Linked DNA regions of Sus scrofa: all the other regions are linked to region 1. A link is a contact called in public Hi-C and promoter capture Hi-C data. All regions are on one chromosome and are shown on one strand. The core of a region is the stretch at or near the end of the contact, and the rest is flanking DNA. Distances in the headings are between cores, read along the strand shown. Region 1 holds the start of BAZ1B (tyrosine-protein kinase BAZ1B). Region 2 holds the start of MLXIPL (carbohydrate-responsive element-binding protein). Region 3 holds the start of DNAJC30 (dnaJ homolog subfamily C member 30).

What was found. Promoter capture Hi-C pulls out the DNA fragments that hold promoters and counts their contacts. A called contact is a pair of places that touch in the nucleus more often than the background predicts.
Region 2: a contact with region 1 is called in a promoter capture Hi-C map of liver, with 2.3 times the contacts expected there. The contact joins the promoter of MLXIPL here to the promoter of BAZ1B in region 1. A contact is called at or near these places in 1 of 5 promoter capture datasets (liver) and 2 of 47 Hi-C or Micro-C datasets (embryonic fibroblasts and heart right ventricle).
Region 3: a Hi-C map of liver shows a contact between it and region 1, with 2.6 times the contacts expected there. The contact joins the promoter of DNAJC30 here to the promoter of BAZ1B in region 1. A contact is called at or near these places in 2 of 5 promoter capture datasets (fetal liver and fetal skeletal muscle), 3 of 47 Hi-C or Micro-C datasets (embryonic fibroblasts, heart right ventricle and liver) and 1 of 2 datasets of contacts at active chromatin or transcription factors (alveolar macrophages).

Annotation. Positions count from the first base shown.
Region 1 is chr3:10,842,359-10,846,803 of Sscrofa11.1, forward strand. It overlaps BAZ1B (tyrosine-protein kinase BAZ1B), which reads right to left and starts at 1,560. Exons shown (of 21, transcript XM_021086315.1): 1 at 1,422-1,560; 2 at 1,073-1,190. The coding sequence starts at 1,179.
Region 2 is chr3:10,932,307-10,937,254 of Sscrofa11.1, forward strand. It overlaps MLXIPL (carbohydrate-responsive element-binding protein), which reads right to left and starts at 1,951. Exons shown (of 15, transcript XM_021086328.1): 1 at 1,595-1,951. LOC102163947 (a long non-coding RNA gene) reads right to left here. Exons shown (of 5, transcript XR_002342320.1): 4 at 3,666-3,753; 5 at 3,307-3,541.
Region 3 is chr3:10,957,464-10,962,073 of Sscrofa11.1, forward strand. DNAJC30 (dnaJ homolog subfamily C member 30) reads right to left here and starts at 2,472. Exons shown (of 2, transcript XM_021086330.1): 1 at 1-2,472. The coding sequence starts at 2,446. The coding sequence ends at 1,766. BUD23 (probable 18S rRNA (guanine-N(7))-methyltransferase) reads left to right here and starts at 2,574. Exons shown (of 13, transcript XM_003124410.4): 1 at 2,574-2,703; 2 at 2,803-2,840. The coding sequence starts at 2,656.

The sequences.
Region 1 (4,445 bases), core at 310-2,809:
AAGTCCCTCTGTACTAAACACCTAACATCCACAATCTGCACTCACACAAGAGCGAGGTTACCCCGTAAAGCATCATATTAAAGAGAAGATCAAAGAGAAATGAAATCAAATGATATGGCTCACACTTGGCGCTTCCTCCTATACCGAGGCAAGCAAACTACTAAGAAATCAAGTTCTTCCAAAGGGAAGGGGGAGATAAAACTAAATAATACATTAGCCTTCACTCTTGAAGCTTTCTATTCACTAAAGAAAGCTTGATTCAGAAATCTTGTTTACACTTAAGCTTCATAAAGGATTTAGCTGGCATCCATTAAAAAAAAGTAAGAGTTGTACGACCTTCAACTACAAGACAAATAAAGCTTGTGAAAGAAATCTTAAGCAATGATTAGAAAGATGCTTCGTACTTAAAACATCAGCCTCGCGTTCCTCAAGCACAGCATAAAAACTTTAAGCGTGTCTTGGTATTTTTTTAAATATTGTTAGAAGACAAATACCTATCTGCTGTACACCGTCAAAATTCCTTATCTGTGCATACCCAGGGAAGAAAAGCATCCGCTCCTCCAAGGTAACTTTTTCCTGCTTTTTCTCTAAGTCTGGAAAATCACCAGTAAGTCCATCACCACCCTAAAGTCCACACGGGGGGAGCAAAACACAAATGCCCCTGCAGAGATTGACGTAGAACGCATCACCAAGATCACGAAGCTGCGCGAGTACAATCCCCAAAACTTAAGAAAAAAAGCAGCAGCAAAGGAAACCCAGTTTCTCCTGCTAATTAGGGCCTAAAACCAAACCCCTGGGAAATTGGTTGGAGGATCGCTCACCGACAGCGAGGCCCGTAGACAAAATGCGGGGTCCGGGAAAGGATGGAGGGCACAGGGCTCCAGAGCGGCCTGAACCCGGCCGGCCAGCCGGCCCTCCCGCCCCCGGAACTGCAGGCTCCGGGCTCAAGCTCCGGGTGCAGGCCCGCCGACGCCGGGCGCGCTGACAGCTGCCACTGGCCCGGGGCTGCGCGGCCCACCCCGCCCCACCCCACCCCGCGGGCGGCCTGGCCAGCGCGGCTGGAAAAGGATACTCCCGGGTGCGGAAGGCCTCCTGAGTGTGCGCGATGGTGAACAGCGGCTCTTCGCCTGGAAGCGGCTTCACCAGCGGGAAGGGCTTGCGGCCCAGGAGCGGCGCCATGGCGGCGGCGTCTGCGGAGGGGAAGACGTAGGCTCTCGGCGAGCCTGCGGCGCAACACTAGGCCCCGCGGCCGGGAGCAAGCGCCAGGCTCCCGGGGTGGGGTGGGGGAGGGGAGGGGTGAGAGGGCGGCGCGAACTCGGCTCCTTCAGGGCCAGCGCCGCCGCGCGAGGGCCATGGAACGGGACGCAAAGGCACAGAACTCCCACGCACACTGCCGCACCGCCCCGAAGCCTCCGGCCAACCTTCGCTACGGGTCCCAGCGTTCAGCAGTCACGACGCGTCCTCAGCTGCACCGGAGGAAATTATTGAAAAATGGCGGGAGATTCCCCTCCTCCCCCCCGCCCGGCCAGCGCACACACTAACTTGCTCCCCTGTGGCGCCGGTGGCGAATGCTCCAATAGGCTGAGAGCTGGTCAGCTCCCAGAGTCTATTGGCTCAGAGGAGCTGCCGCTCGGCCCTTGGGTCCCGCCCCCTTCCCGGGCTGCCTAGTTGGGTTGCAGCGCACTAGAGGGCAGTATGAAGAGGTGAAAGGTCAAGTTATGTAAGCGCCGGTGACAGAAGTGCGGGCCTCCAGCGGCAGGGTTGAAAGTGGGGGATAGCGGGGCACCGAAAGGCCAGGAATTCAAACAGGTCAGGCCAGAGAAGCCCTCTAACATATACAGACACTGCGCCATCTGTCACTGAAGGCGACACCGACATCCGGGCACCACTGTCCGTGCGGTGCGCCGGAGGGGGGAGGGGGAGCGCGCGGCCAGGGGCTTTGTCTTCCCACTCGTGCTCCGCCCCCTTCTTAAAGGCGCCGCTCTCAGCCACGCCCGGGGATGCGCGGGTGGGGCGGATGGGAGGAGGGGTTGGCGGGAAGTAACCCCGAGACTTTGCCCCGCAAAGGTTCGACTGAGGCATAACCTGAGGCCCAACCCTGCTCACCCCAAAGTTAACTTCTGGATGAGAGCGTGGTTGAGATGTGGATATTAATACGATGTTTCTAGTGGCTTGCTGGAAAGGATCGTATCAAAGCTTCTTTAGAAAAATACATTAAAGGATATGGCTATTAAAAATACACTCATTCATTCAAATAGTCTTTACTAGCGCCTGCCGGGTTCAGGACCCTGCGTTGGGTACCATAGGGAAAAAAATAAGACAGAGACTTCCTGAAAAAATAAGACACAAATAATCACAGTTCTCTGTAATGAGTGCTGTACAAAGTGCGCAGTAAGAAAACAGCGGTAACTACACCTAGAGAGTGAGAACAGTTAAGCTGCTTCTCCAAGCAGACTACTCCCACTTAGTTCAAAATCTGTTAGGTTACCCATACAATCAGAAACATAATTATTAATCATTCTTTGCTATTAAATTATCTCCCTTGATTCAGAAACCTTCACTGGCCCCAGAATGTACCTTCCCTGGTTGCTAGTTGTCCCTAAATGGAGGCATGCCGGTGCCAGACCCTTTTCTCCTTTTCTTCTCACCTTGAAAGTGAGGACACTCCCCAGTAAAAAGTAAGTTCTAGGTCAGACGCCTCCTCTGAAGACCTAGCAGAGAAGAGTGCTCATTCTCCTTCAGGAGCCATTTCTTTTAAGAGGATTAGGAGAAACTTTGTCAGAGGATGTGGCATTTGAGTTGATTGTAAAGGGATAAGTAGCACTTCACTAGGCAGAAAAATGAGAAACAAACATCCTAGGCAGAGGGAGCAGCAGGGCGGACTTGGTAAATTGAGGACAATGTGTCTCAAACATAGGGATTCTTTTTTTTTTTTTTTTTTGGCTGCATCCATGGCATTCAGAAATCCCCAGGCCAGGGATCGAATTTGAGCCACGGCAGTTGACAGCACTGAATCCTTAACCAATAGGCCACCGGGGAACTCCTCAGACATATGGATTTGAGGCAGAAAGTATCAAGTCAAGAGAGTGGCAAAGGAAGTCATCATCCCAGCCATAGCCTGTGAGGACTCAACTGAAGTGACTGCTTAGAAGAGAATTGCAGGCGTTCCCGTTGTGGCACAGCAGAAATGAATCCAACGAGGAACCATGAGGTTTTGGGTTCAATCCCTGGCCTCGCTCAGTGGGTTAAGGATCCCATGTTGCCGTGAGCTGTGTCATAGGTCACAGACACAGCTTGGATCCCAAGTTGCTGTGGATGTGGTGTAGGCCAGCAGCTACAGCTCTCGTTGGACCCCTAGCCTGGGAACCTCCATATGCCGCAGGTGTGGCCCTAAAAAGACAAAAAAAAAAAAAGAATTGCAGTGGTTTGTGGCAGTGATGGCAAGGGACTCAAATGTTGAACCACATCAGTACAGACAGATGCCAGACTTGAGGGGCGTAGGCAAGGTGTAGACACCACCTTTAGCCAAGTGATCCAGCTTGGCATCACTGATAGTGGGACAAGCTGACAATTTCTGCCTTGTGATGTCAGGTAATGAGAAGTATACATCACCTCCGCAGTATTCTAACCAAAAACACTCAACCTGAAACCCTTAAAAGAAAATAGACAAATTCAGGTTGTGAGGCATTCTGCAAACAACTGCCTGTACCCTTCAAAAATGTAAATGACATGAAAGATCCCTCTCCACCCACCTCGCAAATAAAGGTTCTAAAAGGAGACTAGAGAAATGCAACATGTGACCTGAGCTTAGATCCTGGTGGGGAGGGAGGGACTACTATTAAGTACATTATTGGAGCAGTTGGGGAAATTTTTTTTTTCTTGTCTTTTTTTTTTTTTTCTTCTTTTTGCCTTTTCTAGGGCCACACCCACAGCACATGGAGATTCCCAGGCTAGAGGTCAAATTGGAGCTGTAGCTGCCGGCCTACAACACAGCTGCAGCAACACCAGATCCTAGCCATGTCTGCGACCTACACCACAGCTCACAGCAACAGCCGATCCTGAACCCCCTGAGCGAGGCCAAGGATCAAACCCACAATCTCATGGTTCCTAGTCAGATTCGTTTCCACTGTGCCATGAGGGAAACCCCGGGGGAATTTGAATATGTTCACTTTAAGTAATATTATTGCGTCACTGTTAAATTTCTTGGGTATGATAATGATACTCTGGTCATGTTGGGGAATATCCTTGTTCTTAGGAGAGGCAAACTTAAATATTTAGGGCTAAAGGGCCAGAGTAACAGAACCTTTTTTTTTTTCTTCAGAACCTATTTTTAAATAATTAAGCAAAAAAAAAAAAAATGTGTTGAGCTATCGATCTAATGTGGCAAAATGTTATTAACTGGTGAATCTAGGTAAAGGATATAGCTAGATTCATTAGTCCACTCA
Region 2 (4,948 bases), core at 701-3,200, 90 kb after region 1:
CTCAACCTGCCTTCGCCCCCGACAGGGCCAGCGGCGGGGTCAAGGGCAGCCTCAGAGGGAGGGCTTGGGAGGTGAGTTTGAGTATCTGGGCAGGCGAGGTCACAGGACCTCAAAAGCCCCCTCTGCTCTGTTCCACTTTGCAGTTTGTCAAAGCACTTTACTGTCCACCTCACTTCACAAATGTCACCAGCATCGCTGTCACATACTTTCATTCACAGCAATCCAAGCCCCGAGGCATGGCCCTGACCTCAGTTCTCGGCAGCCCTCTCACCTGGGCCCCGGCTGAGTCCTGATCCCAGCCTGAGCCTGAGCACGATTCGGTCTGAGCCCAGGCCTGAGGTGGATTGTGTCCTTGGAGGGGTAAGGGGGATGGAGGGCTGCAGTCAGAAGGATCACCCTCGCCAGAGGGGGGGCATCCTCCAGAATGCCCCCACTGGAATCTCCCTCCTCCTCCAGAAGCTGGCTCTGCCCTGAGGCTGAGGAATTAAGCCTCACTGGGATGGGCCTGAACCCACTGCTCAGGTTCCAGGGCCTGAGGGACCCAGGCCCCTTTTCTGAGGATCTGGGGCCTGGGCAGGAGCTGGCCAGATGCTGAGAGAACTTGGGCAAGATGGAGGCCGGGTAGATCCCTGGCCCCACCTGCCGCCTGATTCAGCTGCATCCTCCCCCTTGCAAAGGACAAGTGAGACCTTGTTTGGAGGGGGCTTCCCTGTCCTTTGAGGCATCCTGTTGTCCCAGTTTATTCTGTCCTTGTTTCCATACCAGTGGCCCAGGAAGCCTCCCTACATCACAGAGGGAGAGCCAGGCCCAGAGAAAGGAAGTAACAAGCCCAAGGTCACACAGCCAGACAGAGACAAGCACCCAAAGCTCCTAAACCAGCCCAGGCTGGACCCCAGCTCCTGGCCCCCACGTGTGGACTCAGGGGACACAGGTGGGGGCAGGGTGGCTGGGAGTCGGCAGGGAGCCCTGGCCTCCCTAAGCCAGACCAGCGTGGGTGGCCTTCACCACTTCCCTAGCCCCTACCTGTTGACTAAAGCCTGGTGGCTGGGAATCCACACGGTTTCTCTGTCCCACCATGACATGTGGCTTCTCCCTGCCCAGCCAGGAGGAGTCTGAGTCCTGGTCCCTCACCCAAGGGCCCACCTGGAACCAGCTTTACTACTAGCACCCACCCCTGCCCAGGGCAGGGGGACGGCAGGGAGGAATGCCCTCCCTCTTGGCTCTCTGGTCCCACACCTAGCTCCAGGGAGAGCCCCGGACCAAGATTCAGTCCCAGCCCAGCCAGTGGGGCCCGGAGGCAGTGGGAGTCCGTGAGTCTCCAGGAAGAGCAGGCAGGATGAGCTCGTCTGGGATTCTTGATCCTGAGCCCTCTCTGGGGTATGAGGTTTCCTCTTCCCTGCACCCCACCCCCGCAGAGGCGCCTGAGTGAAGGGGGGCAGGTACACAAGGTATTAACCCCTGCAGCCCAGCAGAGCCATAGAAGCGCCCCCTCCCCATCTGACAGGTGAGGAGACTGAGATCCAGCATAAGGGAGGCTCTGACTCCCCTTGTGCTAAGCATCTGCCCCCAGTGGACCCCCGTCCGTGCCGCTTACCTGGATTCCGCGGGATTTGCAGGTAAGGGAGCTCTCAACCAGGCCACGGGGTCTCCCCGGGAGGCGTCTGTCCAGGGGAGCACGCGGGATGCTCGGGGCCACAGCCGCTCTCAGCGGCTTCTCTACGCCGGCGGCAGAGGGCTCTGTGCGCTGCGCGACGCCGCGGGCCGGCTTTTAGCAGCGGGTGTGGACGTGGGCACTGCCCGGCCTCCGCCCTCCCGCTCGCTCGGGGTGTCCTTTGCCCCTTGATCCGGTGCCTCCTTCTCTCCTTAGCACGTGGGTGGCAGCCGCTCACCCAGCTGGAGGCCTGTGGGGCAGCCATGGCCCGGGCCCTGGGCCCAGGCTCCTGCCAATCCCCGTCTGGGACCCGCTCGTGCCCGCTCACCTTTAACCCCCCTCTCCGCGGGGGCTTGGAGCCTGGCTCCCAAACCGCGGGCTGGGTTGGAGAAGGGAGGAGCCAGGGGCGTGGAGCCAGGCCCAGGTGGGCAGAGGTGGCGGCAGGACCGCCTCGGTTACTCCCTGGGCTCCAGCCCCTCTTCCAACCTCACGTCCGTCCTGAGTTCCCATCTGGCTCACTGAACCCCATTCATCCCCTGGACGCCAGCTCCATCCGAGGCCCAGCCCTGAGCCACCTCCAAACTTGGCTCTCTCCCGATTTCCCATCGCCCTCACCGACCCCCACTCCCTTCTCTGCGCAGCCCCCGCGGCTTCGCACACATCGCCGCTCCTTACTGAGCCCTCCCCCTCCCCAGCCTCTGCCCTCCCTGGGCTCGCTGCCTCCTGGAAACCCCTTCTGACCTCCTTGCTCTCCTCCGGGTCCCTGCTGCCTCCTAAGCCTCCTCCCTTCCCTGCACCACCCTCCCCCCGCACGCTCTGCCTTGAGCCTCCCTCCCTGAACCCCACGCTCTCTGAAGCCTCTTCCCTCACCCCCTCCTGCCGCCTGGAGCTCACCAACCTCCCTCAGGTGATCTGCCTTCTGGGTCCTCACATTCCTCCTGATGGCCACAATCGTTCCACAAGCACCCTGAACACCCACAGGGTAGCCGCCCAGAGAGAGGACAGGGACAGGCCAGTGGTGGCCCTAGGGTCGGCATCTTGAGAAGGGGAGCGATGAGGACACCCCTACTCCTTCCAAACCCCCATACTCAGTGCCGTCCTGGGGGGCAAGCTCAGCCTTTGTCTGCACACGCTTTCCTCTCCCCATGCTCTTGGCTTGGTCCTGCCGCCTTGGACAGACACCCATTCACGGCCAGAGCTAGGACCCGAGAATGAAATCAGAGGCTGTGTGTGTGTGTGTGTGTGTGTGTGTGTGTGTGTGTGTGTGTGTAAGGGGCCTGGGGCTTGAGCCAGGCAGGGGCATTCATGAACAGGCTCAGCAACCAGAGAAGATACTCATTCCCTCTCCCAGGGCCTCAGTTTCCCTCTACTTAGGGTTGCCAGATTTAGCAAATAAAAATCCAGGAGGCCCAGCTGAATTTGAATTTCAGACAAACTATATGTATATATGTTTTGTCTTTTTAGAGCCGCACCCATGGCATATGGAGGTTCCCAGGCTAGGGGTCTAATCGAAGCTGTAGCCGCTGGCCTATACCACAGCCACAACAATGCCAGATCCAAGCTCAATCTGTGACCTACACCACAGCCCACGGCAATGCCAGATCCTTAACCCACTGAGCAAGGCCAGGGATCAAACTCACAACCTCATGGTTCCTAGTCGGATTCATTTCTGCTGTGCTATGACAGGAACTCCAAGATAAAAATAAATATTTTTTAAGTCTAAGTATGTCCCATGAATATTTGGGGCATTCTTACACTAAAATATTATTCATACTGTTTATCTAAAATTCAGATTTAACTGAGCATCCTGGATTTAACCCACCCATATTTAAAACAGGGGTGTTTGGACAAGTCTTCTCTCTCCAGGCTCCCTCTTAGCTCCAGCCACACCTATGGAAAAATGTCAGATTGACCTGGAATTAGTCTGGAGGTGGTTATAACCCTTGCAGAACAAGAGGATAGCAGTGAAGATGAGAAGCAGGATGGAGGGATGGCTGTGGTCACAGGGCCTCACCTTGGAGAAAGACAGTGGGAAGAAGTTCCTTAAGGCAGTCCAATCCTGGAAGGCTTCCTGGAGGAGGAGGATGTTCATTGTTACTTTGCTGCTGAGAAAGAAGAGAGGCGAGTTAGATGGCCGCTGGTGAATGACTCCTCCCCTGTTAATGGAAACTGAGTAAGTTTGGGGTCTTCCTTGTTTTTTGGTTTTTGGTTTTGTTTGATTTTGTTTTTCTTTTTTGGCTGTCCTGGGGCACATGGAGTTCCTGGGCCAAGATTAGATCCGAGCCAGAGTTGCAACCTATCCTGCAACTGTGGTGGTGCTGGATCCTTTAACCCGCCAGGGATCGAACCTATATCCTGGAGTTGCAGAGAAGCTGTCAATCCCTTGCACCACAGCAGGAATTCCGGGGGTCTTTTTGTTTAAAGGAGTATCCTCTGGAGTTCCTGTCGTGGCACAGCAGAAATGAATACGACTAGGAACCATGAGGTTGCGTGTTCGATCCCTGGCCTCACTCAGTGGGTTAAGGATCCCACGTGCTGTGAGCTGTGGTGTAGACCCCTAGCCTGGGAACCTCCATATGCCACGGGTGTGGCCCTCAAAAGACAAAAGACCAAATAAATAAATAAATAAAGGAGTCTCCTAAAGATCAGTAGAAAGTATCTCCTCCTTTATATGAAGATTCTGTAGCGCGAGGACAGGGTTTCATATCAATAACAAATGACTACTACTTGTAGCTCATGTTTGCTAAGCACTGACCATTTGCCAGGGTCCTGCCTCTGCTTCCTAAGCCCCTTATGTGGGTTAATTCGCTGAATCCCTTCAACACTCAAATGGGGGGGCTCTTTTCTCCCCACTTTACAGATGAAGAAAGAGAGGCACAGAGGTTGAGTAATTCGTCTGAGCTTCATACAGGTGGAATTTGAGCCCAGGTGTCCTGGCCCTGCACCTGTTGTGTAATAGATCCTGCGCTGGGGGCTGGGACTGTAAAAATGACATAAATGCTGTTCCTGCTCTCAGAGGACCTCTAGTCTAATGAAGGAGGAGGGAATGAGTGAGTCTTTAACGACTCTGGTAAATGTCAGGCTGGGATCTGGGCTGGGGACAGAGGGTGTTGTGATCCTGCCTGTGGAAGGCAAGAAGGGTGGGTCAGCTCTTCAACAGCTTTAGGACAAGGTATCAGGAGGAAGAGAATTCCAGGTAGAGGGACATCTTCGGCAAAGCAGGAGAGGCACAGAGATGCAGCGTGAGGTTGGGGCATAGTCAAGGGTCTGGTTTGACTTGGAAAGGGTCGATAGTCA
Region 3 (4,610 bases), core at 1,222-3,721, 120 kb after region 1:
ATCTGTGACCTTTGCCACAGCAACGCTGGATGCTTAGCCCAATGAGCAAGGCAGGGATCAATCCTGCATCCTCATGGATACTAGTCAGATTCTTAACCTGCTGGGCCAGGACAGGTACTCCCCAGATGTTCCCTCTTGTTTTCCAAATATGAAACATAATAACATTAAATGTTCCTTTTTTAAAGTACACGTGCCCTTCCCCCCAAACCAAGGCTCAACTGAGCCCAGCATGTCTGAACCACAGTCAGCTTAAATCTTTACTGAATCATAAGGTCATTGCAAAGCCATGACCAAGAGCTTGCCCCCAACCTCCAAGGCTCGAGAAAACTGAATGCCTTCCAAAAGACCAAGTCGAACTAGCTATGAGTTTATCCCAATTTATACAAGGATTTCACACAAAAGACTGAGTGCAGGGATTGGTGTTAACATAGCAAAGCACCTCCAGCTTTGTTTAGAACCCAGACATAGGCCTCAGCCTTGCGGTAGATCTCCTGCAAAAGTTTCCCATCCCACAGCTTTCCACTCCACCATGCACACATACTCGAGTCCCTACCATCTCACAGTTAATCCACACCCCACGTGCGTGCTTCAGAGAGCTGGATCACCAAGCTCTAGCCAAGTGATGACCCAGTGCTTAGCACCAATTAGCAATAGAGGGGAAACAAAAGCCTCAACCAGCTCTGAACGGGGAAGCGAGTCTCTACCATGTACCTCCTGTAGCTCAAGAGTTCTCCCTTCTTTCCACTCCCCCAATTCCCACCGCTTCAAGTAGCCATCTTTCAAGGACTTGGTTTGCAGAGTCTGCGATAAGCACCACAAGTGAAACATGAGGCTGGGCCACGTCCAGGCGACTCAAACTCCCATTTGTTTGTTGCTCTATTTCTGGGAAGGGATGAGCTGCACAGTTAACAGTGGGGCTGGCCGGTCAAGGGAAGACCAATGCCAGGCACACTGTCCCAAGGATAATCCGGAATCTACTAGCATCCTATTTTAATCACTGAGCCCCTTAGGACATGGGATAATCACACGTGACAGACCCCAACCAAGCAAGTGATTTGATCCTCTGCCATTATGCCCGGAGTACCTAGCCAAGGTCATACATCAGATAAGCATGGGCACAGGAAGGCTCATTCCTTATCCTTGTTGATCCTGTCTTCCCACTCCCACACGCCACCAACAGAAGGGGGAGTAGGGTCTGGGGCTAACCACACAACAATGGCAATGGATTCCCACGATCTTAGATCACACCCTTACCCTACATCAGGTCTCACCTGCGGCTTGGGGAACTCACAGAAAGACAAGTTTCGTACAACCCCAGAATTTTTCTTTTGGCAGCCATGATTGGTCACATTGCACGTTTCAAGGTTACAGAGACGCCCCACGCTACAAACGTGGGGTAGGAGCAGGCGAGTCTTGCTCAGAGCTTTACAAGAAAGCTAGAGCAAGTATTCCAGAAGTTGACAACATCTGGAAGCAGGCAGCCCAGGGCCTCCAGGAAACCTCTCGCTCTCGGACTTTCGGGACTCTTCATTGGAGGCCTCTTTCTTGGGCAGCAACAAGCCTCCTTATCTGGACCAGAGGGATAGGGATGTGAAGATCAGTGGTTAAACTGGACGGGTGGGGACGAAGAGGGGGGAGAGCAATTCTTCGACCCCAGGAGAGGTAGACAATGGAGGGCAATGAGTTCAAGATGACACGCACAGCCATTTTCTTGGGGGGTTGGGGGTGCTGGCTGGGGGCTGCTCCCCTTCCCTCCACTCTCCAATTAAAAACGAAAACTCATGATGATGAAGACTGTGAGCAGAAACAAGAAAAAAGCCGAGTCTCGGATCTCATCCCAGCGTAAGCCCTTATTGGCGCGGTCCTCCTGCTGCTTGCGAAGGGCCTCCCTCCGGGCCCTAAGGCGCCGCTCGCGCTCCAGCTGCTCGCCGTAGTGCGCCCGGTAGAAGGCGTCAAAGTTGAACATGGTGTTGCTGGCGCCCGCTGAGGCCTGACCACGGCCGTGGGCCCGAGAAGCAGGCGGTGGGGTGCGGGGCGAGTCGGGGTCAGCGGTGGGCTTCTTGGAGGGCCGGACGCCGGGGCCGCGCAAGTCCTCGTCGCTGAGCAGACCTCGGTCATATTTGCGACGCAGGGTAGCACTGCTCAGCACCACGTACGCCTGAGAGATGCGCGTGAAGCGCTCGGCGGCCTCAGCACTCCCGGAGTTGCGGTCCGGGTGGTAGAGGAAGCTCTGCCGGTAGTAGGCCGCCTTGATCTGCGCCTGCGTGGCCGTGGAAGGGACGCCGAGCAGCTCATAGAGCGCCGTACGCGAGTACGGGCCGTCGCTCTGGGAATAAGTTCTAGTTTTTAGGCTCAGGCCGAGTCCCGGGTTTTGTGGAACCCCTCGAGCCTGCCACAACCTCCACAGAAGCAACCGCGACCTCCTCAGATCGCGCTGGGCTGCCATCTTGAATGAATCAGGCGGGCGGTGCAAAATAAACTGGCCAATGGGAGGCGTGCGTTTTTAGCAGCACGTCAGCCCTGTAGCCATTCGAGTAAAAGAGAAGGCGGGCAGAGGGGCGGAGCATGCGTATTACGAGCCAGGCGCCGGGCCGATGACATAAAAGCCAGGCTCCGGGGAACTGGTTGTTGCAGTCCTGCTGCTGAGGCGTGGGTATGGCGTCCCGCGGGCGGAGACCGGAGCACAGCGGGCCTCCGGAGCTGGTGAGGCCTGTGGCCCGCGGGTACCCTCTCCTCCTATCCTAGGGCCTCGGCAACTTGATTCCTCCTCCGACTCCCGTTTTTTCTTTCTCGTTCCTGCAGTTTTACGACAAAAATGAAGCCCGGAAATACGTGCGCAAGTAAGGGGAGCCTGGATGTTTGCGGGGCGTCGGGGGTCGGGAACCGGCAAGTTGCCCTGATGGCGGACAGTTCTTGGAAAGCAATCGGAATTTGGGGGTGCGGGAAGGAAGGGATCTGTTTCATCCCATTTATGACACTGGCAAAGTCCACTTTTAAGTAAACTTTAAGGTTACTAAAATCTAAACTCTCTGCATCTTAGTAATCTTAGCATCAGAATGAGAAGGATCATATCTACTTTTTTCTAAAATGACAGCTTATTTTAAGCACGTGGTAAAATAGGTAGGAGGCAGTGGAAGCGTGTATGGGGTCAGTACTGTTTGAGGGAAGGAAATAATATTCATAGAGTGCTTACATCATCTTAGTATTTCTCATGACAGCTACTAGTATAGTGTCAATTTCACAGAGGTTAGTTTTTTGTGTAATTGCCAAGTCATTTCACAGGTGAGAGCTAGAGCAGAGACTACCAAACCTATTCTAAACCATACAGTACTCTGGAAAGTTTTGCAGATACTTGTTTTTTTCTCTTTTTTGTTCGAGGCCAAGACAGAGTCAGCAAAAAATCTAGCCAGTCGTCGTTATGTAGCAAATACAAACATTTTTCCAATTGCAGAGTACTGTCTTAGGCATTTTGAAAACTTATGTTTGATTCTTTCCCTGGATCTTGGGGAAGCCAGGTACACTCTAGATCTCTAATGTTCCACGTGGTAACCAGTGGCTAGCTGTCAGTCTCCTCTTGAAACAATTCATCTGATATGCTTAGTGTGAGGAAAATGTAAAACATTTTATTGATCATTTTTTATGTTATGAATGAAATGATGCTTTGAGCATACTAGGTTAAGTAAGATATAAAGTATGTCAGGTTAAGTATTATTACAGTTAATTTTATGTATATGATTTCTTTTTAACTGTAGCCTCTAGAAAGTCTTGTGTGGCTTGCATTATATTTCTTATTGATAGCACTGCTATAGACTTTTTTTTTTTTTTTTTTTTTTAGTCTTTTTAGGGCCGCAACCACGACATATGGAGGGTCCCAGGCTAGGGGTCAAATAGGAACTGTAGCTGCCGTCTCACACCACAGCCACAGCCACATCAGATCCGAACCATGTCTGTGACTTACACCATGGATCACGGCAACGCTTACTTAACCCACTGAGCAAGGCCAGGAATTGAACCTTCGTCTTCATGGATGCTAGTCAGATTCGTTTCCGCTGAGCCATGACAGAAACTCCTGATATAGATTATTTGTCGTGCCTTGTTGACCCTTGTATGTGAGAGTAACTATGGTGGATAAAGTCTACTAGAAGACAGATTGTTAAGTAATACAGTATCAAAGCCTTAAGTAATATAAAGTCAAATACCCACTGATTGGTCAATAGGTAAATGAGTTATTCCCTTCACATTAGCTTTGCTGCTGGTACAGTCTTGATTTGTGTCACAACAAAATAGCATGTATCCCATGGACTTTTGGGGTCACTTTTTAGTTTTTTTCCCCCCTTTTTACAGCAGCACCTGCTACATATGGAAATTCCCAGGCTAGGGGTTGAATTGGAGCTGCAGTTGCTGGCCTACAAAACAGCCATGGCCACATCAACTGTGGATCCGAGCCACATCTGCGACCTAGACCACAGCTCACAGCAACACTGGATCCTTAATCGACTGAGTGAGGCCAGGGATCAAACCTGCATCCTCATAGACACTGTCGGGTTCTTAACTGACTGAGCCACAACAGGAGCTCCCTGGGGTCACTTTGAAATGGTTGTGGTTGAATT